Regions from separate parts of the Sus scrofa genome. Here region 2 is linked to region 1. The links are chromatin contacts, called in public Hi-C maps. All regions are on one chromosome and are shown on one strand. The core of a region is the stretch at or near the end of the contact, and the rest is flanking DNA. Distances in the headings are between cores, read along the strand shown. Region 1 holds the start of SETBP1 (SET-binding protein). Region 2 overlaps SETBP1 (SET-binding protein).

Region 1 (6,435 bases), core at 366-2,865:
CCAGTCCAGTTTACCTGACTTTGTCTCTGTGGAACTTCTCGGACAGTATTTTAGTCAAAGAGATAGTGGTTTGAAAGACAAAAACAATAAATCGATACTGAAGGGTTCCCTTTCAGGAGTTATTTCCCACTGGAAACCACCGAACGGGGAAGCCTGTCGTTAATTCCCAAGCCCACGACTCCTCTAGAAACACACACAATGCGTGCTTTCAAAAAAGGCATTCGCCTGCTTTTAAGGGAATTCCTGTCTTTTCAGAGTCCCAAAACCAGAGAGCAGGAGAAAGAGACTCAAATCCATTGATTAAGATTTTAAGGAAAAGACTAACACAGAGCCACGACACAAGCACACACCAACCTTCGCCGGCTGGACCACTTCTTCCCTGTTCTTCTTTCTATCAACGACACGTTAGATTCTGATATATTCTCCCCCCCCACCCCCCAAAAAATTCAGCTATATACAATGTAGCTCTCTAGCTCCACTTAACCTGCAAGTTACAAAGAGGGGGGGGGAAATATCCTGCCGCCTTCCCACCCCTTTCCTTACCCCCTCCCCCTCTCGAGTCCACTCCACCAAAGCCAAACCCGCCAGCTCCAGCAGCCGGCTGCCGGACCGAGGGAGGGTGCAAAAGGCTGCGGCGGCGGCGGCAGGGGGTGGGGGAGATCAGATTAGGCCAAGCTCAGTAAGGTCCCAGACCTCCAGCCCGATGCTGCCACCCTCGCCGCCACCAACGAGCCACTCCAAATGAGCCAGCATCACTGCCCACAGCCGACGGGCCGGAATTGCGCCCATCCTCGGCAGCCTCGCCGGGACCTGCATCCCGCCCCTTCGGCCCCGACTCCCCTTCCCGCCCGGTGCAAAGTCAAAGCCCCAGCGAGGCAACGTTAACTTTTGCATGCAGAGAACACACACCGCCCCCGACCCCGGGCGTGCGGGGGCCCGCGGTACGGCGGGAGGCTCGGCGCCCGGCTCCCGGACCAAGGTCGCCGCGCGTGCTCACCCACGTCCCGGCGGCTCCGGCTCCGCTGGCCCAGCGCTCGCTCAGATCCCGGCTCCCGTAGCTCGCCCGAGCCCCCGAAGGTGCTGCTGCGGCAACTCCATGGCGATGAGCATCTGTCACACGGCGAGCAGCGGGCTGGCCGCCCTCGCTCGGGGGGCGCCGGGGCCCCCGGGCGCGCGGAGGCGGAGGCGAGCGGCGGGCGCCCAGAACGGCCCAGCGCTTCCCGCCCGGCGCGGCCGCCTCCGCCGCGCCACCGATTTACGGAGAGAGATATCAAGGGGGAAAATGGCGTCTCCGGAGCCCGAGGAGTCCTGGAGTAATCACATTCACACACACACACACACGCACGCACACACTCGCACACCGCGCGCCGCAAGCCCGGCTAATTTTAGCAGAAGGGCCCCCCCCCAATTATATATATCCCCGTCTCTCCAATCAATGCTATTTTTTTTTCTTTTCTTCAAAGGATGGATTGGAGCCTTAAAAAATGTTGCCGGCTATGGGTTCGCAGGAGGCAGCGCGCGGAGGGCGAGGGCGCTTTTGCTGAGCTGTGCAGTTCGTTCCGCGGCGCCGGGCGGCCCTGCCCGCCGGCTCGTTCGCCCGCGGTCGCTACTGCTGCCGCCGTCGCCGCCGCCGCCGCTCCATGACCGCGCCCGCCCCGCGCCCCCGTCGCGTCCCCTCGCCACCCGCCCCCGTCCCCGGCGAGCGCTGGAGTGGGGTCGGGCCCAAGTGCCTGCCTCCCGCGCCCTCTCCCGAGTCCCGGAGTCCTAGTGAAAGGAAGGGGGAGGGCGCGGGCGGGGGAGGGGGAGGATCGGAGCGGCCGCGCGGCGGAGCTGAGCGGGGACCGCCACCCCGCGATCTGCTTCGGAGGGGGCGCGGGCTCCCACACCTCTTGCCCAACCGGCCGGGGGCCGCTTTCCTACTTGCGCCGGGGGTGGCACAACCAGTAACCAACAAGCACCTCTCCCTTCACCCTCCCTCAGTGAATTTTTGTGAATTTCGATCAATTGGGAAGAGTGGGGATCTTGAGCGGGAGAAGGAACACAGTTCGTGGAGGCGGATCGGGGACCCCTCGTCGCCCCCCGCGCCCTTCTTGCTTCCCCAGCGCCCTCGAGGCCCAGTGTCTCTGCGCGCCCGAGTCCGCCGCGGAAACTGGGCGGCCGCGGGGACCGCGGCGGACTAGGCGCCGGCTCCGGGGCTCAACACTGCCGCTATCTGACACAACAGGAGCAGTGTTGGGGGAGCTGTGTTCCGAGGCGGGAGATGTGATAGGCTCTGAAACTGGGTGCATTTTTTTTTTTAATCTGGTAATTACATTTCAGGGGGTTATTTTTTTGTTAAGCGACACGTATGCCTTCAGATGCGTATGTGCATTTTCTAGTTATTCACAAAAATTGGACAATTGATGACGGGAAAGACACCTTGAGATGACGTTGGCATGCAGTTCTCTATTCAGGATAGTGGAAAGAATAAAATGGAATATCTTCAGTTCATACAAAATATGGTGGTATTTTAATTTGGCTGTTTGTTTTCGGATTGCAAAGGGGACCTATTCAGGCCACTCATTTGCAACCTCGGGCAACTGAGAAATGGAACCCCTCAGGGGCATGTCTACATTATAGGACAATATAGGACAGAAATGGTTTAAGGGGGTTTGCAAGTGGTTTTTCTTAAAGACCTTGAGTAGAGTTTAAGATACCTATTCTCAGAGCCCTGGGAACCTTGAGAAAATAAAGAGATAATCTGAGTAGCTGATAGGAATGCACACAACACAGGTCTCTTAGTCCTAAACAATCTCCAATGCCAGCATCTTGCAGTCATTCAGCAAATAATTATGTAGCATGAACTATCTCAGACATGATGGCAGCAACTAGAGATTCAAACTCAGAATTCATAACCCAGTGAGAGACTGGCATGCAAACTTTGAACTACATCTAATGTATGGAAATATCAGAAAGGAGATGTTTACAAAGTACATGGAGCACAGACACAGAAATGGTATGAGGGTGAGATCAAAAATAATATTCTCTTGAGAATTGCCCCACATTTATTACCTGTTTAACATAGCCCTTTCCTTTTCCCCTTTTTACGAATATACCTTTTTCCCTCTAAAACCTGTTTTTCTAACCAAGATAAAAGTTTTGAGGACAGGTCTGTGCCTTGCATGGGCAATGCCACTAAATGTAGGCAAGAATAAATGTTCCTCTGATATCACCAAATAACTGACTGGCTGCCAGATGGGCTGTCATTTTGTGCATTAGACAACCCTATGCCTAACCTGTAAAATGACTATAATGATACTCCCTCCCTCTCCCAGGCCACACCAGAGATACTGCAAGGAGCTGCAAGATAATCATGCCCCTACAAGGCTTGAGAGCCAGATAAAAGGCATACAAGCAAGGTATAGTTCAAAGTACAAAGGTAGGTCATGTCATTTTTCACATCTCTGAAACTAAAGGTAGAAAGAAATGAGTCAAACGCCTCCATTCTTCCTTTATAAGAAGTTGAGATCAAATAGTATAATCAAATCCTCAGAGCCAGTCATCTTCCCTTCTTGTGTTCAAATACTGTATTGATTCTCACCTTTTTAGAAAATGAAGTAGTATTATCTAATGTAGTGTTTCTCAATCCTTATTGTCAATCAGAATTACCTGGGGGAAGTACTGATGCTTGAGACCCATATTGATTTAATTGGTCTTAATAATAAATGCCCTGGGTGCTTCAAATATGCAACTAGAATTGATAATCACTGATTCAATAGAAAGGGCATGCTCCCACATTGTGATCAGGATACTTAGAAAGCCCCTACCCTCTTAGTTCCGGTAAGTATTAAAGAAGGTGTACTTAACCAAAGGAAGTGAATTTTAGAGTAATTTTTGGAGTTTGGGGGCAATTCAGGAAATGTAAAAATTGGGGGTATGTTTTGATGATGTAATGAAAAGACCACAGACCTGATTTTTAAGGAGACTAATTTCTAAACTTATTTAGAAAGTTCTCTCATCTCTCTGATCCTCAGATCCCACTTTTGAAAAAGGAAGGGTATCCTAAAGTCTTCTGAGGACCGAGCCAGCTCTCCATTTTTTTTATTTCAGGACATAAGAGAGTCCGAATAGGACAGTGAGAGCATATTGGGAACAATCAGAGTGGGATGTCCTTAAATTAAAAAAGATACTAAGGGAAATAGGAATTCATTTGCTTGACTCTGCTCTGTAGGGCATAGCAAGCCCTGATCAGCTCAAGTAATGGGGAGGCAGATCTCATCTTAATACAATGGAAAACACTATGATTGGGTCTAAGACGAGAACAGATGATTTTATTTTGTTTGTATGTTTGTTTGGGTTTTTTTTTTTTTTTTTTTGCTTTTTAGGGCCTCTCCCACATCATATGGAGGTTCCGAGACTGGGGTGGAATCAGAGCTACGGCTGCCAGCCTATACCACAGCCACAGCCATGCCAGATCCAAGCTGCTTCTGTTACCTACACCACAGCTCACGGCAATGCCGAATCCTTAACCCACTGAGCAAGGCCAGGGATGGGACGTGCAACCTCATCGTTCCTAGTCAGATTCGTTTCCGCTGCGCCACGATGGGACCTCTGAGAACCGATGATTTTAAATAATAATGAGGTCTCTGTCATGAGAAGTATTCCAGAAAAGATTGTGTGCCCAAATTTTTCACTTCCCCCAATCACAATCTGTTAACTCCTGAGGTCAAGGCTTTGCATTACACTGTCCTGTCTTCACTGGATAAAAATGTACCTAGAGACTAGGTGTATGTCCATTAAAGGTTAGTAGAATGTCAAAAAATATTTAACAATCAATATGGCACAGAGCCAGTTGATCAGAATGGACATGGCCCTGGGAGTTCCCGTCGTGGCGCAGTGGTTAACAAATCCGACTAGGAACCGTGAGGTTTCGGGTTCGGTCCCTGCCCCTGCTCAGTGGGTTAATGATCCGGCATTGCCGTGAGCTGTGGTGTAGGTTGCGGACGCGGCTCGGATTCCGAGTTGCTGTGGCTCTGGCGTAGGCCAGTGGCTACAGCTCCGATTTGACCCCTAGCCTGGGAACCTCCATATGCCGCGGGAGCGGCCCAAAGAAATAGCAAAAAGCCAAAAAAAAAAAAAAAAAAAAAAAAAAAGAATGGACATGGCCCTGCTCAGCCAGGTGATATATCTTTAGTTTTGGATCCTTTGAAGTTCAGGAGGGACAGGGTGATAGAGTTAAGGGTATGGGATGAGTCTGGAGTAGGAGCTCTTTAAAAATTCTAATATTTTAACACTACCATGCTATTCATGCACATTAGATGAACACTGGATATGTCATGAACAAAGGAAGGAAGGAAGGAATAAAGGCTACAGTGGAGAGATAGAAAATAGTAGACTTGGATTCTAGTCCTGTTCTGCCATTAACTGATGAGTGAAGCTGAACACACTATTTTAGCCATTTCTGCCTTAGTTTCTTCATGTATAAACTGAGAACCATAATCTTACCCTGAGATATCAATCATCACAAGACTTGTAGGAAACATCAGATACAAAGTTACATTGCAAAGTTAAATGATTCTGTTCAAATGCTGATTTTGATTATTAAATAAGATGTGGACATTTAAATGACTCCCTCCAGATGCAGCCTAGTTTTACCCACTCTGAAGTTCACAATATATTTTTCTCTCTTCCAGGAAGTGAGAAGGTAATTTCTACTCCTGATTACTCCCACCTCAACTTGACTTTAGAAAGGCTCTTAATCTCCATTGGCTTCCCCTGATGCTACTCTTGTTGCTAAGTAACAAGGAGCTAAACAGGAGCAAAATATAATTGTCCCAGGAAGGGAATTCCAGCTCTGACAACTACTGGACGGTAGTTTGGGAATTTTTACCTTCCTGGCTGCAAGAATTCACTACAGGAAGCTTCCTTGTCACATGGTTCCTTCTGCAGATGCTCCAAGAGAGCAGCTTTCACTACTTGAACAGTGGAAGAAGGCACATTCTTCTGGATCTTCTTTTTCTGCCTCCCTGGAACTTTATTTATTTATTTATTTTTTTGGTCACTCTGACTTCAAGGTGTCCCAGATATGCAGCAAGATTTGGAATGTTTCCAATTCATACCTGAGACTTAGGAGACCAACTCTCAGGACTTTATGTTTATATCACTGTGTATGACACAGGAGCAGAAAGGAGATACCAGAGGAATACCATGGGGATACAGTCTCTTCATTTCCCCTAAAAATCCACCTACTTGTGCCCAGATACAAGTATGAGCAGAAAGGTATTGTAAGGACAGCTTGTTTGAGAGGAGAATTTACTGAAAGAATGAAGAGGAACCTCACAGAAGGCAAATATAGGAAGTATCCCAGGCTTTGCGGGAACTGGGAAGTTGCAAGGCAGGTCCCCTCTCTCTCCCTCTTCAGAATCCCACTGTCCCTTGTCTGTGCCACTTTCTATC
Region 2 (6,416 bases), core at 1,704-4,203, 360 kb before region 1:
AGAGATGGTCAAGTCAGCATTCCCATGTCAATTCCACTTTCTTCCCTTTTCCTGCTTGAATCTGTACTGTTAACTGCATATATGTGAACCCATACTGGTAAAAATTAAAAGTCTGCAACTACCTAATATTTGTAATTCTATAAGGAAGTAGGAACACTTGCACCCTGTTGGTAGGAGAGCAAATTGGCACAATTATTTTGGAGAGTGACTGGGCAATAACTACTAGAACTGAAGATGGCCAATGCCCCAGAGATCCTATGGCGGGTGGCCTCCTTTGCTCCTGTGTCACAGGAGACCAAAGATGTTTCTAGAAGCTCAATATATATTACAGAAGACTATATGTTATTTAAAAAGATAACAAATCAACTGTGAGATATGCAAACAGTGGGAAATTACACACCTATTAAAAGGAATAGGAGTTCTCTGGTTAGGAATAGGATCCTCAGGTTAAGGATATGGCATTGTCACTGCAGTGCCTCTGGTAATTGCTGTGGTGCAGGTTTGATCCCTGGCTCCAGGGAATTTATACATGCTATAGGTATGCCCCCCCCAAATAATAATAATAACAAAAGTGTTTGTAAGCATACAATTTAGGTAAATTTAAAAAGACACAAATTCCTTGAATTTTTATTTCATTTTTAATGTCCAGGCATGAAGATTTAAAGTGACTTCAGTGCAGGAGAGGAACTGTGAGCCAAAGCCTGGATGGATGAGATTTCACCATCTCTTCCTTCAAAGCTACCTCATGGGACTTTATTAAACCTTTAGAGTAGCACTATCCAAATGAAATTTCTGCAGTCATAGAAATGATCTGTTATCTCTTCTGTCCCCTACACTACCCACATGTGGTTAGCTGAGCACTTGACATGTGGCAAGTGTGACTGAGGAAGTAAATTTAAATTTAGTTTAATTTAAAGTTAAATAGCTACACGTGGTTAGTGGCTACCATATTGGGAAGCTCAGATCTAGACCTAACTACCATGAAATACAGAAGACACACAGGGAGCCATTCAGTAAAGCACAGGCTGTGAGAAGCTCCAGGCAGACAGCCTGGTACCTTCGACAAGTAAGTTGTGGGTTTGGTGGGGGTGGTGGTGGAACTGTAAATTAAAAGAGAGAAGAGATAAAATGATCATATTTGGATGCCAATTTAAACAAACTGTTAAAATAAATTCTATAAATTCATGGAAATTTAAATAATGTCTGGGCATTTCATGATATTGTATATTATTGCTAACTTTCTTAGGTGTGATAATTACATTGTGATCATTTTTTAAAGTACCTGTATTTTAGAAATACATAGTAAATTATTCACAGATAAAATCGTATGATATCATCTTGGATTGGCTTCAAAATAATATGGAAAGGACGAGGGAAGTGGAAGTATTGGTGAAACAAGATTGTGAGTTGATGTTGTTGAAGCTGAGTGATGGGTATACAGAGGTTTATTATACTATTTCTGTCCACTGCTAGTTAAGTAATACATGGTTAAAGAATATAAATGATTGGTGGCAATGAAACATCTTTCTTAGAATCTTAGGACTTGGGGGTGCTCTGGTTTTCACACTCTTGGGCTCTATTTCACCACAATAATTTTAGAAGGATAAGAAATGTCCTCTGTAAAGGGCATGCTCCATCTGCCTAGAAAACTCCTGCTGGTAGCTACCCTCTGGCTGAATGGGATGGGAGAATGAACAGTGCTCCAGGTTTTATGCTGTGACCAACTGCATAAACACATGTCATGGTTCAATCTCTGTTGATGGCCTCAGGTGTTAAGACTTAATATCCCTCTTTTTTTTTTCACATTATAACTTGGGGGAGGGGTTTCGCCACCACTGAACATCTGAATTTTATTTTGGCCCATATTTATTATCCAAACATTCAATGTAGGCTTATTATCCCATGTGTGAAGAGCACCAGAGTGCAGGGTGGTAGGAAGCACTCTGGACAGGGGTAGCTGGAAAGCAAGTTGAACTAGGATGAATCTTAGCCCCTCTGAGTCTCTTTTTCTTCACTTATTACATTAAACAGTTAGACTCTATGCTCCTAATGCTCCCTTCTGTATTTAAAGATTGCTATAATTCTTTCTTATGCTCATTATCAACTGCCTTACCAAATATGAGGTGGCTTTCTACCATGTTTGTTTCATCTAATAATTTTGAAATTCTAGTGTGGAGGAGAGGAGGGCTTTGGACTTGGCAGGGTTTGATATTCACAAATCTTTCTCCTCATTGCTTATGATTTCACTGTCCCCCTAAATGTTAACAGATTTTTCTCTCTTCAAATTGTTTCATTATTAGACAGTAATTTCTGGGCTCTTGCAGCAAGATTGATTCCATATTTGCTCTCCTTCCTATAATAGTCCTATATCTTGCCTGTTCTTTGTTAGTCTTAAAGAATAATTACAAGTGGCCAAGGCAAAATATGAATTCATTTCTCTGTAACTCTGCAATGCAAATCATCTTGTAGACTTTTCTCTGTACCATTTGCCTTGCAAATGGTTGAGTTGGTTTGGGTCCAGATCTCGATTTTCTATCTCTTTGCTCCCATTATCAGATGATTGGCTCATCAGCATTTGTTGATTTTTCTACAACTTTTTATGGTAATCAAAGACTGGACTTAGCACTGCTTTTTGCACACTGACTTTACAGATGTAGTGCAAGCACTGTGAGCAAGGTAGGGGCTAATGAGGCTTGGTTGTATAGATGCTTGCCAAGAAACAGGGGCTACTAGTTTGGAGACTGAACTTTGCTCATGAACTTTGCAAAACATCTCAGTTTTAGAAACTTTTGGATGGGTCAGAAAGGGAGGCAAATTTATCTTTACAGGAATTAGAATTTTTCTTGCTTTTTGAATATCCTTTTGGGAAAATGGAGAAATGTTGGGGACAGCTGAACTGCCTGGAGTAGAGTGGCCTTCCAGGGTGGACAGGGCTGGAGTAGCCTGTCAAGGCACAGAGCTGCAGTGTCATTTGCTTTGTACGCTGATCCACAATAGAAGATTCTACAAAGGCAAAGGCCATGTCTCCCTCCATGCTCCCAGGGTTATTCACACAGCAGTACACGATCTGGTATATAGCGCAGGGGCTGCAAACACAAGCTCAAGGGAATTCAGTGTTTAATGTTCCCTAATATAAATTGCGTATTTTTTTTTTTTTTTGTACTTTTGTACTTAACTCAGTAATGATCTCTTGTTTCCCTAATGCTGCTTTTTATTTTCTAATGGAATATGTGAAGCAACTTGCCTTGGCATGCAAACTTTCTTCCTTCGTCCTTAGAATTTCAATTAACCTTCTGTGTCCTGGTCTTAAAAGCTCCTTTGAAAAGGAAGGCGTGTTGCCTTGGCCAGTGAGTCCCCTTCAGGCAGGGCACACCAGTCACTGCCATCATCAACACAAGTGCTATCTACCACTACTTCTCAATTTGAAAGCCCTAACTTAGGATGAAGGGTTCACAGATGTGGGAGATCTGTCACTATATAAAGGTGCTTCCATTCTTTTTATTTTTTTAATTGTCTTTTTAGGGCCACACCCATGGCATATGGAGTTTCCCAGGCTAGGGGTCAAATCGGAGCTGTAGCCACCGGCCTACACCACAGCCACAGCAACTTAGGCAGGATTTGAGCCCGGTCTGGAACCACAGCTCATGGCAACACTGGATCCTTAACTCACTGAGCAAGGCCAGGGATCGAACCTGTGTCTTCATGGATGCTAGTCAGATTCGTTTCTGCTGAGTCATGACGGGAACTCCAAGGTGCTTCCATTCTATCCTTAAAGTCATCTTAATATTTTACATCTTAATATTAATATTACATATTAAGTACATCTTAACACAGTTTGAGGTTTCTTGAAAAATGTGACTAGTTTGTTTGAAGCATAGTAACTGCTTGACAATTAAATGATAGCTTCCTCATAGGCGTTTATTGTGGAAAAACATTCTGTTTCAGCTGCAGTGAACCCTGGTCCTGTTTCAGGCTTAGGAAACCTGGGTCCTTGTTTTGGTTCTATTTCACATTTCTCCATGGGAAAAAGTAAGTGAAGATGGGAGGTGAGATGGGCAGTTTGATGGAGAGTCTGAGTGGTGGGTGTGCGCCTGCATGCTTACATGTGGGAGCCCCTCTCTGCCTCTCCAGATCTGACCCAGTGCTAAATTGGAAGCCTCTTAAATGGGGTGCATGTTCTTTCCCCAAGGAGGAAGCAAGACTATCTATTGGGCTGTCCGAAAAACATATTCATATTTTTCATTTATATTATTCATATCTTATCTGAAAAATAAGAATTAAGTTAAGCATTCTAATGCTTAATATATGGAGCAATAGTGGGTGATGTCTTTATTTGGGCTGCACATCAGATGATGTGTCAGCTGTCACAACTGGGTCTGAGGCTCTGGGGAAGAGAAGAGACCACAGGCATTCGAGGGGCTGTCAGGCATCCAGTTGGTTGACTCCCTTAAGGTGTTAGTAGGTCCTGCCCCTTATGTGATACAGTAGGTCAGCCCTAACGGTGAAGTTTAGAAAATTAAGATTTTTAAAACATTAAAAAAAAATACTTTAACCAAAAAACACTTCATAACGTGATCAGGAATATCCATAAAATATGCTATACACCACACAGAGTTTTATTGGTTACCTTGAAGCAAACTGCATAAAAGAGTTGCTATTTTCAAAGATGAATTTGGCAATTTTATTGTACATTGAGAGAAGGATTCTAAATGTTTTCACCTTCTCAGTGCTGTCAGTGGGCTGTCAGTACTGTTACCTAGCAGTTGTTAAAAAGCAAAAACCAAAACAAACAAGTGAAAACAACCCTTAATGTCCCCTAGGGCAAAATAGGCAAGAAAGTAACTGCTTTTAGAATTAAACTCAGAGTTCTCTTGTGGCCCAAAGGTTTAAGGATTCAGTGATTGTTACTGTAGCAGCTCAGATCACTGCTGTGGTGCAGGCTGATTTCAAACTTTTTGCAGGCGGTCAAAAAAGAAAATAATTAAACTCACACTGTGGAGACAGCACTTTTTTTGAAATTGATTGGAAATGTTCCAATTGACAGTTTTGTTGCTGAAAATTATATATAATAATTTATAACTTCCCTTAAATACACAAATCAAAAAATTTTGTAAACTGAGTTAACTTCTAAGAGTTTCAGAGATTTGAATTCACTGGAAAATGCAATGTCTTTTGATATGCAAGGCCATCTGCCTGTTAATAAAGAGAGTTGGTCAGTCAACTTTCAACAAAAAAAAACCTTTGCTTAAATGATGGATAGGACTGAAAAGAATAGTATTATGATTTAAGCAAAACGATTACTATCTCCTCTTGGATCTATGTTTATGTAAAAAATCCTTTTAACCTATAATATCTATTAGTAAGTATTGAAACAAACTGCATTTGGAATCAGACTTTCAAATTGCTTAATCCCAAGTGTAAAAACAACAACAGATTTTCAAAAAGACGTACTCAAACTATTAAAACTAGTGTAAAATACTGATGACAGTGAAAATATTTCTGTTTCTTTGATAATACAGTTAAATTAAATTTAAACTTATTTTAAGAATATTAAAATGAGACTAGTAATATTGCTTCAGATTTATCTCAACCTTTTAAAGTTTACATTTTAAAAGATGAGTGCCCATATTCTAAATATGTATTTACATGTAAATATTCAAAATTATGTTATTGCTATCATCTCATGGTCCAAACTGCTTTAAAGTGTTCCTTTCTGTCTCTAGACTCTTAAAGACTTCATTCACTAAAACCTAGGGGAATTTAACTTTCTATGAGTACATGGCCTAGCATTAAAGCTTCTTGAAGACAGCACGTGTTCTTCTTTGTATCCCTCATAACAAAGAGCACAGTTACTTTCCCATAATAGATGCTTGAGCAATATTTCCTGCTAGACTGTTTTGAGATTGTAAACTCTAGAAACCAAATCCAAATAGCAATAATCTTCACATTCCCTAGAGCACCTTTTAATTAAACTGCATACAAACCCAAGGCAGTCAAAAGAGTGTCCCATCCACGAAGAGATTCTGGAATAGGATTGGATGCTGACCTCCTTTATATGTTAAGGCAGTTCTGAGGTCCTGGTCCCTAGGTTTTCAGAATCTTTGACTTTTCTGACCACCAGGTAATAATGCCAGTCATTTCATGAACTCCAGGTTTTGGAGAAGCCACCTGTGGCTTTGGATAGATAAAGGCAGTGGTAACTTGTTTCCGGAAAGAGACTGAGCTGAATAAGACTGCTGCCAGGTTGCTCAGGGAAGTTCTAAGCAAGGGAGCCAGGACTTGGGCAGGCCTGAGAAAGTTGGGTAAAGGGAGAGAGCTCAGAAATCAGAGAATTAGCAGCAGGAGCAACTATATATAGCTGTCTCCAAGGTGCATTAGTAGGAATGGCCCAGGCTGATTCTACAGAAGAGTCTGAG

What was found. A called contact is a pair of places that touch in the nucleus more often than the background predicts.
Region 2: a Hi-C map of brain shows a contact between it and region 1, with 6 times the contacts expected there. The contact joins the enhancer-like site here to the promoter of SETBP1 in region 1. A contact is called at or near these places in 5 of 47 Hi-C or Micro-C datasets (brain, embryonic fibroblasts, fetal skeletal muscle and 2 more) and 1 of 2 datasets of contacts at active chromatin or transcription factors (skeletal muscle).

The regions. Positions count from the first base shown.
Region 1 is chr1:94,290,512-94,296,946 of Sscrofa11.1, reverse strand. It overlaps SETBP1 (SET-binding protein), which reads right to left and starts at 1,615. Exons shown (of 7, transcript XM_021092436.1): 1 at 998-1,615.
Region 2 is chr1:94,652,013-94,658,428 of Sscrofa11.1, reverse strand. The region is part of intron 6 of SETBP1 (SET-binding protein); the gene reads right to left. Among named protein-coding and RNA genes, the nearest start is that of SLC14A2, 180 kb to the left of the region's middle. Within about 2 kb of position 2,953, at least 2 of the 83 cell types and tissues checked have an H3K27ac peak or open chromatin away from gene starts, as enhancers often do. A contact at or near this core is called in brain, where this site is marked.